Regions from separate parts of the Gossypium raimondii genome. Here regions 2 and 3 are each linked to region 1. The links are chromatin contacts, called in public Hi-C maps. All regions are on one chromosome and are shown on one strand. Each heading gives the region's core, a stretch centred on a gene start, on an enhancer-like site or on the middle of the called end of the contact. The rest is flanking DNA. Distances are from core to core; before and after follow the strand shown.

Region 1 (4,529 bases), core at 908-3,407:
ATAACAATAATAGCTTTCTCTTGTTTCCAAAATATTTTTCAATTCATAATTATAAATATATTCATTTTCTTTTTAGATGTATTTTATTCAAATATTGTATTAGTCATTTTCAAATTATGATACTTTTAGAATTATTTTAAAAATATATATTTTACTTGAATCTCAATTTTTAATGAATGTCGAGATAAAATATTTTTAAGCGTATACTTTTTTATATAAATTTAAGCTAAAATCTTAAATAACTTTTAAAGAAATATAAAATTTATAGTAAAATTTAAAAGATTTATAAAATTGAAAATATAGATAAAAATGTATTGTCGGCCAATGTAGTAAATGTTAGTCAATGTTGGTGAACATTAATCAATGTTTATAATTTTCAATATATTTTATATACATTTCAAAATTTTAATCATCTTAACCAAAATGTTTTGGAAGTTTAAATATCGATAACTAGCCAAATCCTTGAAATATCTAAAAGTTGGGTGAATTTTTAATTTTTACGTTGATGATTTTATAATTATTTTTCGCATGGGTATCGAGTTTGATTTAAGAATTTTGTGGAAATTGTTGAAGTCAAGGAAGAAAGAGAATATTAGCTAATCAGTCTAATTTTAGGATTTGGACACTTTATATATTGCTTCCTTAGATGTTGACTTTAGCTTAATATTTTAACTATCTTTTTAAAAAGCTTTAATTATCTATAGTGTTTCTTTAATGGAAGAAGCTTCCAAAATTTAAAAATATTGTTGAAAGCTTGGCTTTGTTTATAGATGAAAATATGATTACACAAATGTATGTGGGTTATTGCAAATTTTGAAATTAAATCCATGGATTTTCCTTCAAAATGAATATGTTTGCTTTTGTGTGCTCTTGCTTTCGTTTATGGTTTTTTAAATAAAATAACAAAATAAATAAGATTTTGCCTTACGTCTCAAAATTTAACTACTACATTTCATTTTTCCTTTTCCACTAGTATATATTTCTCGCACATTGTTGATTTTAAAGGGGGTTAAATTCTCTATTTATATTTTTGGATGTGACGTCTTAAGTAGGCTCTCATGCATGTCAATTCTAAGGTGGGGGTTTACTTGCAAGATGATTATGCGAACTATGTAAGCTAGTCGAGTAACCGGATAGCGGATTAATAATAACGAATATCATAACATAGATATAGATTTAAAATCTACTTAGAATCCGAAATTGAAAAACTGAATATTTTTCACACCAATTAAGAAAAAAAAAGTTCTGTTCGTTGAAATAAAAGAAATTTATTTAATTAATAATTTGTTCGTATTAATTTAATTTACAGGTAGGGTTAAAGTGTGATAGTATTGAAGACTCTTAAAATTGCAACTTCAAGTAGACTTAATGTAAATAAAATAAAATTAGTATTATTTAGAATAAAGTTAAATAATTTTTAATAAAAAATTTTGGTGTTGAACATCAACATCTTATTGTGCTGAACTTGCTGCTGCTGCTGCTCCTCCTTTAATATTGACCATATCTTCATTTACTGCCTGAATAGATATTAAGATTGGTGACAGAAAATTTCAGTATTTTGCATCAAAACTTAATTTCAAAAAATATCTTCAACTTCTCCCTTTTTTCTTTCATCAATGGATACTTTCCATATGGAAGAATTTAGATGACATGGTTAGGAGGGATAATGACGAATTTCAAATATGGTTTACAAAATCAAATTTTAATTACATTTAACACGTTATTTTTTATTTTGTATTTAAAAGATTGAATTATGTTATCAATCCTTCTTATAAATTATGGTTGGTTATTATTAACTAATTTAGTCATACCTACAATGCTATATCACTTGTCATTTTTAAATAATATTTATGAGAAGATCATGCCATTTTAGTTAATAGATTCAACAACCACCATTTGTGCTAAGATGAAAATTTCAAAATTCAAAAAAATCAGACCCAAAACAAGGATTAAATGTATAGGGACTAAGAATTCAAAATTTGAAAAAGTGAAGTGAATAAAATTGAGGAAATTAGGGTATAGAGAGTAAATGTATAGCTTATATGGACTAAACGTTGGAATTGACATATTTAGAAAAAAATGTGTGGAGTACAGTGTAATGCATAAACGTGGCAAAACGGTATTGGCAATAAATAAATAGAAGCAAGGAAACGCGTATGGAAGTGTGAAGGAAATCAAGAAGCGTGATTACAGCGGCTCCTGCTATCTCGATTTCTACTTCGTTTACACGCCCCACTCCCCTTTTCTTCTTTCCTTTTATTTACTCTTCCCATAACATTACATTCCCCTTTAGCATTCAAACCCAGAAAACTGAAAACCTTTTCTTTCTCCCCTAAGAGAGCTCAAAATGGGAGTTGACTACTATAACATTCTCAAAGTTAGCCGTAACGCGACGGACGACGACCTCCGGAAGTCCTACAAGCGCCTTGCCAGGAAGTGGCACCCCGACAAGAACCTTGTCAACAACAAAGAAGCCGAGGCTAAATGCAAGCAAATTTTTGAAGCCTACAACGTCCTCAGCGACCCGCTAAAGCGTCAGATCTATGATCTTCACGGTGAACAAGGCCTCAACTCCGCTGAATCATCCAGCCCCAATGGGTTTAGCGCCGGCGGCGTCGGTGGTATGGCCGACAAGTTCGACCAGAGGAATGGCCAAGGGTACAAGAAGGCGTCGCCGGTTGAAACCCAGTTGCTTTGTAGTTTGGAGGAGCTTTATAAAGGTGGTAGGCGAAGAATGCGAATTTGGCGCTCTATTCCCGGTGAATTTGGGTCAGTACATGCATTATTATTATTATTATCATTATTATCATTTTTTCAATGTGAGTTTATTGTTTCATGATGAAAGTTTTAAACCCTTCCTATTGTGAATCTGAATTTTGGGGAAGAAGCAATCTTGGAATGGGTGTTGATTGTTCTTCATTCTTTTGATAAGGAAAATTCCTGAGTGATAATTGAAGGGATTTTTCCTTTTCTGTTAAACTACTTTTGAATTTAGAGTTGCAGAGAAATTATGCATGTTGAAAGATGATTTTTGAAAGGAATTGATGGGTTTTTGGTTTTTGTTTATAGAATTCTGGGATTTTTTTGTTTGTCATTTCTGTTTCTCGGCTTTAGAGAGAAAAGTTGATGAAACCCATCATTAATTATCCAAATCACTTTTGGATCAGTTAGCATCTTGTGCATCCTCTGTAAATTGATGGTAGTTTGGGATCTCCTCAATTGCTAAGCTTTACATGGGTACAGTTCAAGTTATTCGTTTTCCAGTTCTAATAAAAAATTGCATTGAGAACATAAATTGATAGTTACAGAATTTGATTCCTAAAATAGATCAGTTGAGTGCTTAAGAAATTGCCCTCACGAACTCGGATTTTTCTTTTCTGATGTTAGCATGTTAATACGCTGGAAGTGGTTGCTGCTAGTGCTAATCACATGTCAATGATTAGAGAATGAATGTTAGGTGTTGGCGTTACTTCTTTGGTAAAGATTTTCAGTCTTAAAATATTAAGCCAGTTTGTTTGTTGTTTGCCAATTTAGTTTCGTTTGTTCTCACCCTACCATCATTTTTCTAAACAATTGAATCACTCGAACCCAACTATATCTTTTGTGTTAATCAGGAAGACGAGCATGCTATTGTGATGAGCAGGGCCAGAACTTCAAAACTCTACTTGTTACTTTTGTTGTCGACATACCTTTATAGGCTGATAGAGTCTCTCTTTCGTTGAAAAGCGACCCTTCTCTTTTACTTGTATGCTGAGCACACGTTTTTATCAATACTAGCTGCTTTTATGAAATTTTACTTGTTTATCCTGTATGTTTGTTTATATATTTAAGTTTTTTGGGGTTGAAAGCAAGTTGCTTCTTCTTTTTGTGTGACTCGAATTCAGTCATTTTGTGTCTAAGGTGTGACCAATGAAGTCAAATAGTTGTGATTTGTTTTCCTTTTTCTTCTTCACTTGCATTGTTTTCAACACTTGAACTATCTATTGGTGTGATTGTTGTTTTCTTGCTTTTCTGAATCGTTTTCCTTTTTTCCGATCTCTCTTGCAGTAAGCTGAAGACGGTGGAAGAAATATTGAAAATAGATATAAAGCCTGGGTGGAAAAAGGGCACAAAAATAACTTTCCCTGAGAAAGGAAACCAGGAACCGGGTTTCACTCCATCCGATCTTATCTTTGTGGTAGATGAGAAACCCCATGCTATTTTCAAACGGGATGGGAATGATCTGATTGCCACTCTGAAAATCTCTCTACTCGAGGCCCTCACAGGGACCATCCTCAGTTTGACAACCTTGGATGGAAGGACCCTCCCGATCTCGGTCACAGATATCGTGAACCCAGGTCATGAAGTGGTTATCCCGAACGAGGGGATGCCGATCTCAAAAGAACCCAGCAAGAGGGGACACCTCAAAATCCAGTTCGACATCATCTTTCCATCGAAGCTCAGTGCAGAGCAGAAGTGTGATCTGAGGAGGGCATTGAGGCAGAGGTGATAAATAGTGAAATAGTACATGTCCATGGCCGAGATGGATA
Region 2 (4,529 bases), core at 1,005-3,504, 170 kb before region 1:
AATAAAAGTAAAAGAAAGATGGAATGAACCCATAAATACTGTTAGGATCAATTGAGAAGGAGTAAAATAATTACCTTAACCATTGAATTCAATTTGTGAGCACTGCTTGAAAGCTTTGCCTGTGACATACTCGCGCTGCTAAGAGATGAAGTAGAAGAGATAGAACGTGCATCAGCTGGTGCATAAGAAAGCTCCCAATCATCTGCAGCAGCTAATGCAGCAGTGCTATGTTCAATTCTTTTTAAGGTGGCACTGAATGCTAATTCGACACACGGCCTAAAATGCCTCATTAAGATAGGGGAAAGGGCCAATCCACGAGATTCTAACAAAGCACAATGGCCGAGGCATATCTGAACACATTCTGTGGCAACTCTTAGACCCCCAGCAGCTGCTGATGAAGCAAGAACATGTCTCTTTAAGAGAAGTGCAAATGCCTCAGTTTGCTTGACAGCCCAAGTTACAAGTTCAGACGAATAGGCAGGCTCCTCGCCAAAAACTGCTAAGGAATCACTAGCTGCTTGTGCAATGGTTGAAAATACAAGCTGCGAAAGAGATGAAGTAGTTGCTCCTCCGTAAGAATTGGTTGAAGGACGAAGAACCTGCAGACCCCGCTGCAGCCTCTGCTGGTGAGAGTTGAGTAGCAATGTATGAGCACGAGGACCATCCCCAAGATTTTTAATGGATGAAACAGCTGAACGGAGCTCAGCCCCTCGTGTGAAAGGCTGGCAAGTTGTCTCTGCAAGCTGATCAACTAGTTTTTGTCTCAGCAAAGTGAGGGCATTCTTCAATCTTAGGAGTGCATCTGGACTTAAGCTCTGTTTAGTCTTATCTTCTTGTGCTACTTGTTCCCCTTCGTCCAATGCAGCCATAGCTTCATCCACTCTCTTTTCCGCCAATAGAACTTCAAGGTTTTCCTCAAATTTGATAAACCACTTCTCAGTTTTATTAAGCTTTGTACTTTTAACACCAGATACTTTCTCCTCTTCCAATTCGTAAGCACCAGTTGTCAAGGAATCAAGGATGGTAACTTCAGCTAAACCATGAACTAAAGCTGCCTGAGTAGAAAGATGATTCCTCATTGAAAGCAGCTCCCCCTCTAGAATTGTAATCTCCTTGGATGTACTTCAAACGCAAACAATGCTATGACTTGAGATGCAAAGTCAAGTTACATCCTGAGTAGTTCTAAGCTTCTGCTATTCATTTTCTTACAAACAGCCAACATAGGGGCCTCCTCTAATCTATCTACTGTCGCCCAACTACTGATCACCGGGAAATATCATTATGTTGCTTCTTTTTCAATCATTCAAAATTCATTAAAGCTTAGACAACTTCCCAGTAACCTTAGACGGTAACAATGAAATGGAAGGGCTGAAAATATACAATAACATGTTGACAACTGAGAAACCCGAAACACAATAAACATTTTAAAAGCTGCTTTGATTATTTTATTCCCCTTTAAACATAAAAAATTAAATGTTAGACACATATAGATATCCGACGCTCATACTTAAGGATGCTTAGAGAGAGAATAACAAAAACCTTAATATATAGAATGAAAGGAAAAGATCAAGGAATTACCGTATAAAGGCAGTGTAATTAGCGTAAACACTTTTACGCATTTCCTCTGCAGACGCCTTCCGTAATTCTAACAAGTTTGAGCAAGCATGCTTTATCTCCTGCGATAAAAAAAACAATCTACCAAATTCAATGTCTCCACCATTACCAATATTATGAAATTAATTTATACCGTCTTGTTATAATAACAGAGCAAATCATTTTTCCCCATTTGATCGCACAAATCATTATGACTGACATATATAGTCGTTGTTATCTATGTATAAGATGATTTGACAATTGACATATATGTGATGTGCATTGATGAATGATAGGAAGCGGTAAAGGGCTAAAGAGAATAGAAAACAAAGGAAGAGACCTTCTCGGTCATGTTGTTGCATTTGGATTGGAGATAAGCCTCGGGGTTGAACTGCGATGATTTGAACTGCTTCAAGCGATCGCTGAGAGTGAGGTTACTCTCAAGCTCCGATACATCACCTATGCTCATTTTTGTTTCGTATAATCTGAACCCAAATGTTACAAGCGGAAACCCAAAATCACCATTAAGCGATCATAAGATATAAAATCAAATTAAAAAAAAAAAAAAAAGGGAAGAGGCTTAGATGAACAAAGAGCTTAAATTGGGAGGCAGAGTCGGGCATGTTTTGCTCTTATTGGATTACAACGAAGAACTCGCTTTGTTAGTTTCAGATTTATTTTAGCCGTTATTTCTTTACTTTATTTATTTATGTATTTCGTCTTGAGCTTTACTTAAAATTCTTCCGTTGATCTTTTCATTTTTTATCATTTAATTTTACCATTTTAATTAAAATCATATTTTTATACATTTAAATTTAAATTCTTTAAAAAATTAAGTTTCTCATATGATAACTTTTTAACTATGTTAATTAGATTTAATTAATGTATATGACACCAACTCAATCACAAATATAAATATCAATATATATTAGAGGAAAAGAAGATAATAAAATTTAAACTTATGCTAAAAAATAATTTTGGCATAAATTTATAAATTTTAGCATTGAGTAATCTTTGCATGTTAACAATATTATTATAACTACAAAAGTAACAAAACATACGCATTGAAATTAGATATATTTAGTGGCGGAGTTCACTCCAAATAATTACTCTATAAAAATAATATAAATAGTAAATTGAGTTATTAACCCACAAAATTTAAAATTATTAAATATCTATTTTTTTCCTTATTTTTCTTTAAAAGAGGTTTTAAATACATATACTCTAAAATTTATGCAGTGCACCTTGAAATTTAGTCACGTTTTCTATAAAGTTTATTGAATGAAATTACAAAATTTTAAATTGAATTAGATCGATAAAATGAATTTTGACAACTTTGATTAACTTAAAAGTTTTGGGTCAATTAAATCGATCCCTCATGGTTATATTTAAATTAAATGCATACTTGTTTAAATTTTTAAAAGATTCAAAAAACAATCAAGGATGGATTCGTAACAACTGCATTTATCTTTTGTTGTAATTTCCACTATATTATAACTTTTACAAATAGGTTCAATAATCAGTGAACAATTATCTTTCCTTTTTTCCCCGCTGTTTAATAGTATCAAGATTAAATTACTTCTAACACAATATTGCAAGGACCAGTTGAGTATTTAATCCATTACTTTTTAATTATTTTAAAAAATAATTTGAGAGGATGAGAAAAACGGCAAGGTTTTGGCCACAAATCTTTCCTTTCTGTCTTTGTTCCACTAAGATGCCAACTAGAGCTGATCATGGGCCGGGCGGCCCGCCCGAAATATGAGAGAGTTTGGGTAAAAATTTAGACCCAAAATATGGGCTTGGGAAAAAAACGAGGCCCGATTAAAAAACCGGTCGGGCCTCGGGCACCACTTTTTTGGCCCGGGCCGGGTCGGGCTTATGAATTTTTCCCAGGCCGGGCCTGGACAAAATTCTAGGCTCATATTTCAGGCCGAGCCCGGGCCTAGAACTCAGGCAGAAATTTTTTCTGAGCCTGATCCGGCCCGGCCCAGCCCATGAACACCTCAAATGCCAACCACGCACTTGCAACACCCCTTTCTCCTTTTTATTAGTGGTTGTTGAATGAAAATTTAAATTTCAAAAAAGAAAAAAAAGGACAAAAAGACATTTCCAACGATTATAAACTCCACCTACCAAACCCAAGTGCCAAAAGCTCCCTCTCCTCTCCATTTCTAATTATTAATGGCTTTTAGCTATACTACTTCACATTCAGTTTTATGGGTTTTCTCTCTTTTATACAACTCATGTTTTAAAGAACCAATTCCCAAAATGCTAAGAATTACAGATTTTATTGGATTTAAATCCTATTTTTGAATGCTGAAAACACCTATCCCACTCCTACAACATGGAATCAACCACTCCTTTGCTATATTATTTTTAATTTTTACCATTTTTTTTCATGATTCATGATGATATATAATTTCATACAATTTGTGTCACTACAATTAATTAATTACCAAAAACTTTTTTATAAAATAATAAATAAAATTATTTTTATCATTTTAAATCATATAAAATCTAAAACATGTATTTACTGCCATTCAATTCCAACATACCATAATTTACAATCTTTTCATTTAATTATTTAACTTATTGTTTTATAAATTTATTTGAAAGAATTTTAAATGGTATTGAGTTGTTTTTTATGTATTCCCTCATATAAGTTAATTACTGTGTATTTATATGATATGATTGTTGTTTATAGATATGACATATTAGGTATGCTTTCATGTATGCATTATACACGCACGAACTCATATAGAGTGCGAGTCAAGACCCGACGGACTAGCGGATCAGTACATGTCATCATCTAGAGCTCATCTATATGCAAGCCTTATGTATATGTAAATCCATACAAAATACGAGTCAAGACTCAATGGACTAACAGATCAATGCGTTGATAATAGTTACTATCATTACATATTCATAAAAAA
Region 3 (4,529 bases), core at 662-3,161, 130 kb after region 1:
AATAAAAAATTTGTAGTCTCTATAAGCATTAAACTATCAAAAGTTTAGATCATATTATTTAGAACATTGTTCTTAAAGAAGTGAAACCTAACGTTGTTTAAAAGGTCCATCAGCTTGCGGTGAAAAGAATAACGATTTTTTTTTTTAATATTACCAGAAGAAGAATTTGGAAAAATTTCCAATAAAAACTAGGGTTGTAAAACTAAATTAAAAGATTGTCGAATATGAGATTGTTGGAAGTCAAAAGGAAAGATGATGGAGAGCAATTGACTAACGGTGGAATGTAACAATTCACACCCATTTATAATTTTTACGAGAAAGGTAAAATGCCATGGGAAATGAAGAAAAGAAAAGCAAATTTAAATAGAGGAAGTACATGTAAATTTTGAGCAAAGAAAAATCAATGCTTGCAAGAGAATTAAAAAGAAAATGTAAATCAAAGCAAACACCAATTTCAAGCAATTAAACTTAAAAGAGAAAGGGAGAGAGAAAGCTAGACATACAACCAGATGAAGTGTGAGATCGAAACAGAGAAAAAAAATTGCAGCTTTGCGAGTGAAATTAAACTTTTCAAGAAAAAATATTTGTTGGTTGTAGACAAAATTTGAAATGGAATGATATGCGTGGGTTAGGGAAGAAGATGGTAAAAAAATAGGGGCAATAGTGGATAATATAGTTTTTCTCCATTCTTTATGCATTGAATTAAAAATTTAAATGAGAAATCAAATGATAGACATTCAACACTTAGATAGAATAGAGGGATAAATAGAATGACTCATAATAGTTTAGGTTCTGAACCTAGGCCCCGAATTAGATATGGTCATATTGTTTATTACAATGAGAGACCAAATGAAGGACATTCGATGCTAAGATGGAATGGAGGACTAAATGGGGTGGCTCATAATAATTTATGTTATGAACTAAACTCATATTTTTTTATTGGCCCGAATTAAGTATGAATACATGGTTTATGACAATGAGAAGTCAAATGATGGACATGTGAGTTCAGATGGAATTGAGGGCTAAATGGAGTGGCTCATAACAGTTTATGTTATGAGCCAAGCACATGTGTTTTGGTTGGCCCGAACTAAGTTTGAATACATGGTTCATTACATTGAACTAAACATGGTACAAAGTTCTCAAGACCTCGAGCTCTTTATTTAATTGAAGGCTTATTCATTTATTTATTTTATATAATCATCTGAATATGTTATAATATAATGTAAACTCATTGATGTCACTGCTCTTTAAAAATATTTTAAAATTAAAATGAATAATATAGTAGATAATAATTTCTATTATTCTATGTTTGAATTTAATTGTTATGCATCAAGTAACATCAACTTTGATAGTAAAAGCAATCATAATATTAGAAATAAAAAGTAAAATTTTGTTTAAAATTATGTTTCAGTCCCTTAACTTTTAAATGTTACGTAATAGTTATTAATCTAATTAAATTGTTACATTTTGGTCATTCATTGTTAACTTTTTTAAGAGGATGACATGCTAATTCAAAGGGTTAATAATAAATTTGACCCTAAACTATAGCTAAATTTTTAATATTATTTAAAATTAAATAAAAATATTAAAATTATAAAACAATTAGAAATTTATAAAAAATAAAAATTCTAAATATATTATAAAAATTATAATCAAGTATGTTCTATTTATTTATTTAGCAATAAATCTGTAAGTTTCTTTTTTCAGTGAAGTCCAAGTAACACAAACTAATAGGATACACATAGGCCTAATAGGATAGAAAAGAAATTAATTTTGTTTGGTTAACTTAACATGGAATATTAAGAAGGAGAAATGTTTAATTAAAAGAAAAACAGCTACACATCATCTTATGTTGTTTCTTCTACTTGAAAAGTCGAAAGAGCAGGAGGAGCTTGGGCTAAGCCTAGTCTTGCTAAAGGCCCAAAAATTAAATTATTGATAGCCTTATAATTAAGCATTTCATTTTTGGCCCATTTCCATTCAAGAAAACGATCATTTGTAAGTCCATTTCAAATGGATTAATTTGTCAATAATAAGTAATATTATGGTAGGAAATTTCTAAGGCTCCAGCTTTCCATGAACCATACGGTTAGAGGAATGGTAAAGTACAATCAAACCATTACAATATGATCGGACTAAAAACTAGTACAATTCAGACTAAAGTCAATAAACTGAACTAGTTGAACTAAACTCAGACGCATAAAATTGCAAACGATGAGTCTCGAACCTAGGTACTAAAGGCCTAGGACCTTCACCTTTTCCAACTAAAACAAGGACTTATTAGCTTATAAAAATATTTTAAAATATAAATATTATAATTATTTATATAATTTGATTACATAACTATGATGGGCTGCCCTTGTGGCATGTCTTAATAGGACTCTCAATGAAAAATTATGAAGAACGTTCTTTTAGACGTACCATGATGTGGCCTTCATGGCTCATTCTAATAGATTTTTTCTGGTGGCAAATTCTGTTTAGCTCTTGAATGAAATTAGAGGAATTAGTAAGGACTATATATATATATATATATATATATATATGGACTATATGGTAAAGTATTATACAAGACTAAGACTTGGTCGGTAATAATGAATTGAAGAGATATAGAGAAGTAATGAGTTAGTATTGAAAATGTATTCTTATTAAGGACATAATTTATATGTTCAAAACTGATATCTGTGATCTGTGTATGTGCTTCTTCTTGAATCGTGATGAGGGGATGGCTTAGTGGTTGAAGAATGTAAATGGTGTCTAGTCCTATTGGGAAAGGCATGTTTGCTCCTGTTGGGGTGGTTACTCGCCAAATCGTTGGCAATAAAATGTTCAATCAGCTTAAAGGAAAAGAAATCACTTTGCACTCTCAAGTACATGATATATTTTACATGTATTAAGAAAAGGCTTAAATTTAAGTCCGTAAAATTTAACCATTTTAGATCAATAATATTATCTTAAAAATTAAATTTTGTCATTTCGTAAATATTGAGTGATAAATTCATTAAATTTTTAGAATTCAAACTAAAATGATAAATTTTGTAAACATTAAGAGCTAAATTTGTTGTTTTTTATATTTAAGATCTAATTGATAGAATGTGTAAATATTAGAGGGTTAAATTTATTATTAGACCAATAAAAAAACCCACGTCAACACTTCTATCAAATTTCAAATGGCTTTTATTGCTTGGTGACCAAAAAAATTGATTTCAAATAGTTTAATGACTAAATTGAAAAAATTAAAGTTTAGTGACCAAAATAGAACGCAAGCAATATTTTAGTGACCATTTTTGTACTTTACCCTTATTTTTTTTAACGTCATGGGCCAATTTGGGGAACAAAGGATAGTTTGAGGGTGCATTTGTTTTATGGAAAATGACTTACGGAAAATGTTTTCTGCATTTTTCAATGTTTGTTTCATGAAAAACAACTTGGTTAACGGAAAATAAGTCTATTTTCTTGTAAATTAACTTACTATTTTGAAAAGCGCAAGTCATTTTTCGAAAATGAGCTCTTTTATGAATAATTTATCTTTATATAAAAATTAACTTGAATCAAATCTAATATTATTATATTAATAATCAATTTTATTTTTATTTTAAAATATTTAAAAATATTAAAATAATAAAATATTAATATCAAATATTGTAATGTGCAATATTCTTAAACATGCATATTTAATTATTTATATTTAAGAATATAATTTATTATTTTAATAAATTATTTAATATTACAATTTTATTTTAATAAAAATTAACAATAATAATTTTAAATAATATTCTAAATATATTATTAAAAATATTTATATTAATATTTTAATAATAAATATATATTACAATTTATAAATATTTAATAATAAATGTTTTCTGATATAAGATATGAAAAAATTTGAGCGAAAAATATGAATATTTTAAAATATATATTACAATTTTATATTTGTCCTTACAACTCAAATTTGTGACTCTCCACTTTCATATGTGTAATATATATAATTTAAATTAGGTTTTAATTAAGGATTATTTATTATTAAGTTTACATATGATATTAATTATTACTATAATATTTTGTAAAAGAAATATTTATGTTGTGTTTGTTTTATTAAGAACAACTTGTGAAAATGATTTTAGGAAAATTTGTCAAATAACGAAAATTTTTTTACACGAATCATCCAAACTTCAAAATATGAAATTTAGATGAAAAAGATTGGATACTAAAGTGAAAAAATTGTATAGTTTAGGGGCCAAATGAGTATGCCTTTTTTCCTACATAAAACATTCATTAAAGAATGGGAATAAGTACAATAGTGGCCCAGAAAGCCCATAGATACAATAATAAAAATCAGGCCCCAAAAAACCAAAGGTCCCAGCTTCAAACATTACCAGTAAAACCCAGCTCCTAAAAAGCTCCTCAACCTCTGTCATCGGAGGAGGTTTAGGGAACGCCAAGGGATGTCGAGGAAGAAAGAAGCACGGTGGTCCCACCAGTCGTCGGCATGAATGCCTCTGCTAAAGAGTATGCCCTGGCCCAACTCAAGA

The links. Hi-C and Micro-C count contacts between places; a contact is called where the count stands out from the background.
Region 2: a contact with region 1 is called in a Hi-C map of leaf, with 2.3 times the contacts expected there. The contact joins the promoter of LOC105794724 here to the promoter of LOC105794733 in region 1. A contact is called at or near these places in 2 of 2 Hi-C or Micro-C datasets (both in leaf).
Region 3: a Hi-C map of leaf shows a contact between it and region 1, with 1.9 times the contacts expected there. The contact joins the enhancer-like site here to the promoter of LOC105794733 in region 1. A contact is called at or near these places in 2 of 2 Hi-C or Micro-C datasets (both in leaf).

What each region holds. Positions count from the first base shown.
Region 1 is chr3:54,080,882-54,085,410 of ASM2569854v1, forward strand. It overlaps LOC105794733, which reads left to right and starts at 2,158. Exons shown (of 2, transcript XM_012624036.2): 1 at 2,158-2,769; 2 at 4,048-4,529. The coding sequence starts at 2,348. The coding sequence ends at 4,489.
Region 2 is chr3:53,915,491-53,920,019 of ASM2569854v1, forward strand. LOC105794724 (exocyst complex component EXO84A) reads right to left here and starts at 2,255. Exons shown (of 8, transcript XM_012624023.2): 1 at 1,934-2,255; 2 at 1,579-1,676; 3 at 75-1,122. The coding sequence starts at 2,062.
Region 3 is chr3:54,215,455-54,219,983 of ASM2569854v1, forward strand. No RefSeq gene overlaps it. Among protein-coding and RNA genes, the nearest start is that of LOC105794737, 22 kb to the left of the region's middle. Within about 2 kb of position 1,912, the one cell type or tissue checked has open chromatin away from gene starts, as enhancers often do. A contact at or near this core is called in leaf, where this site is marked.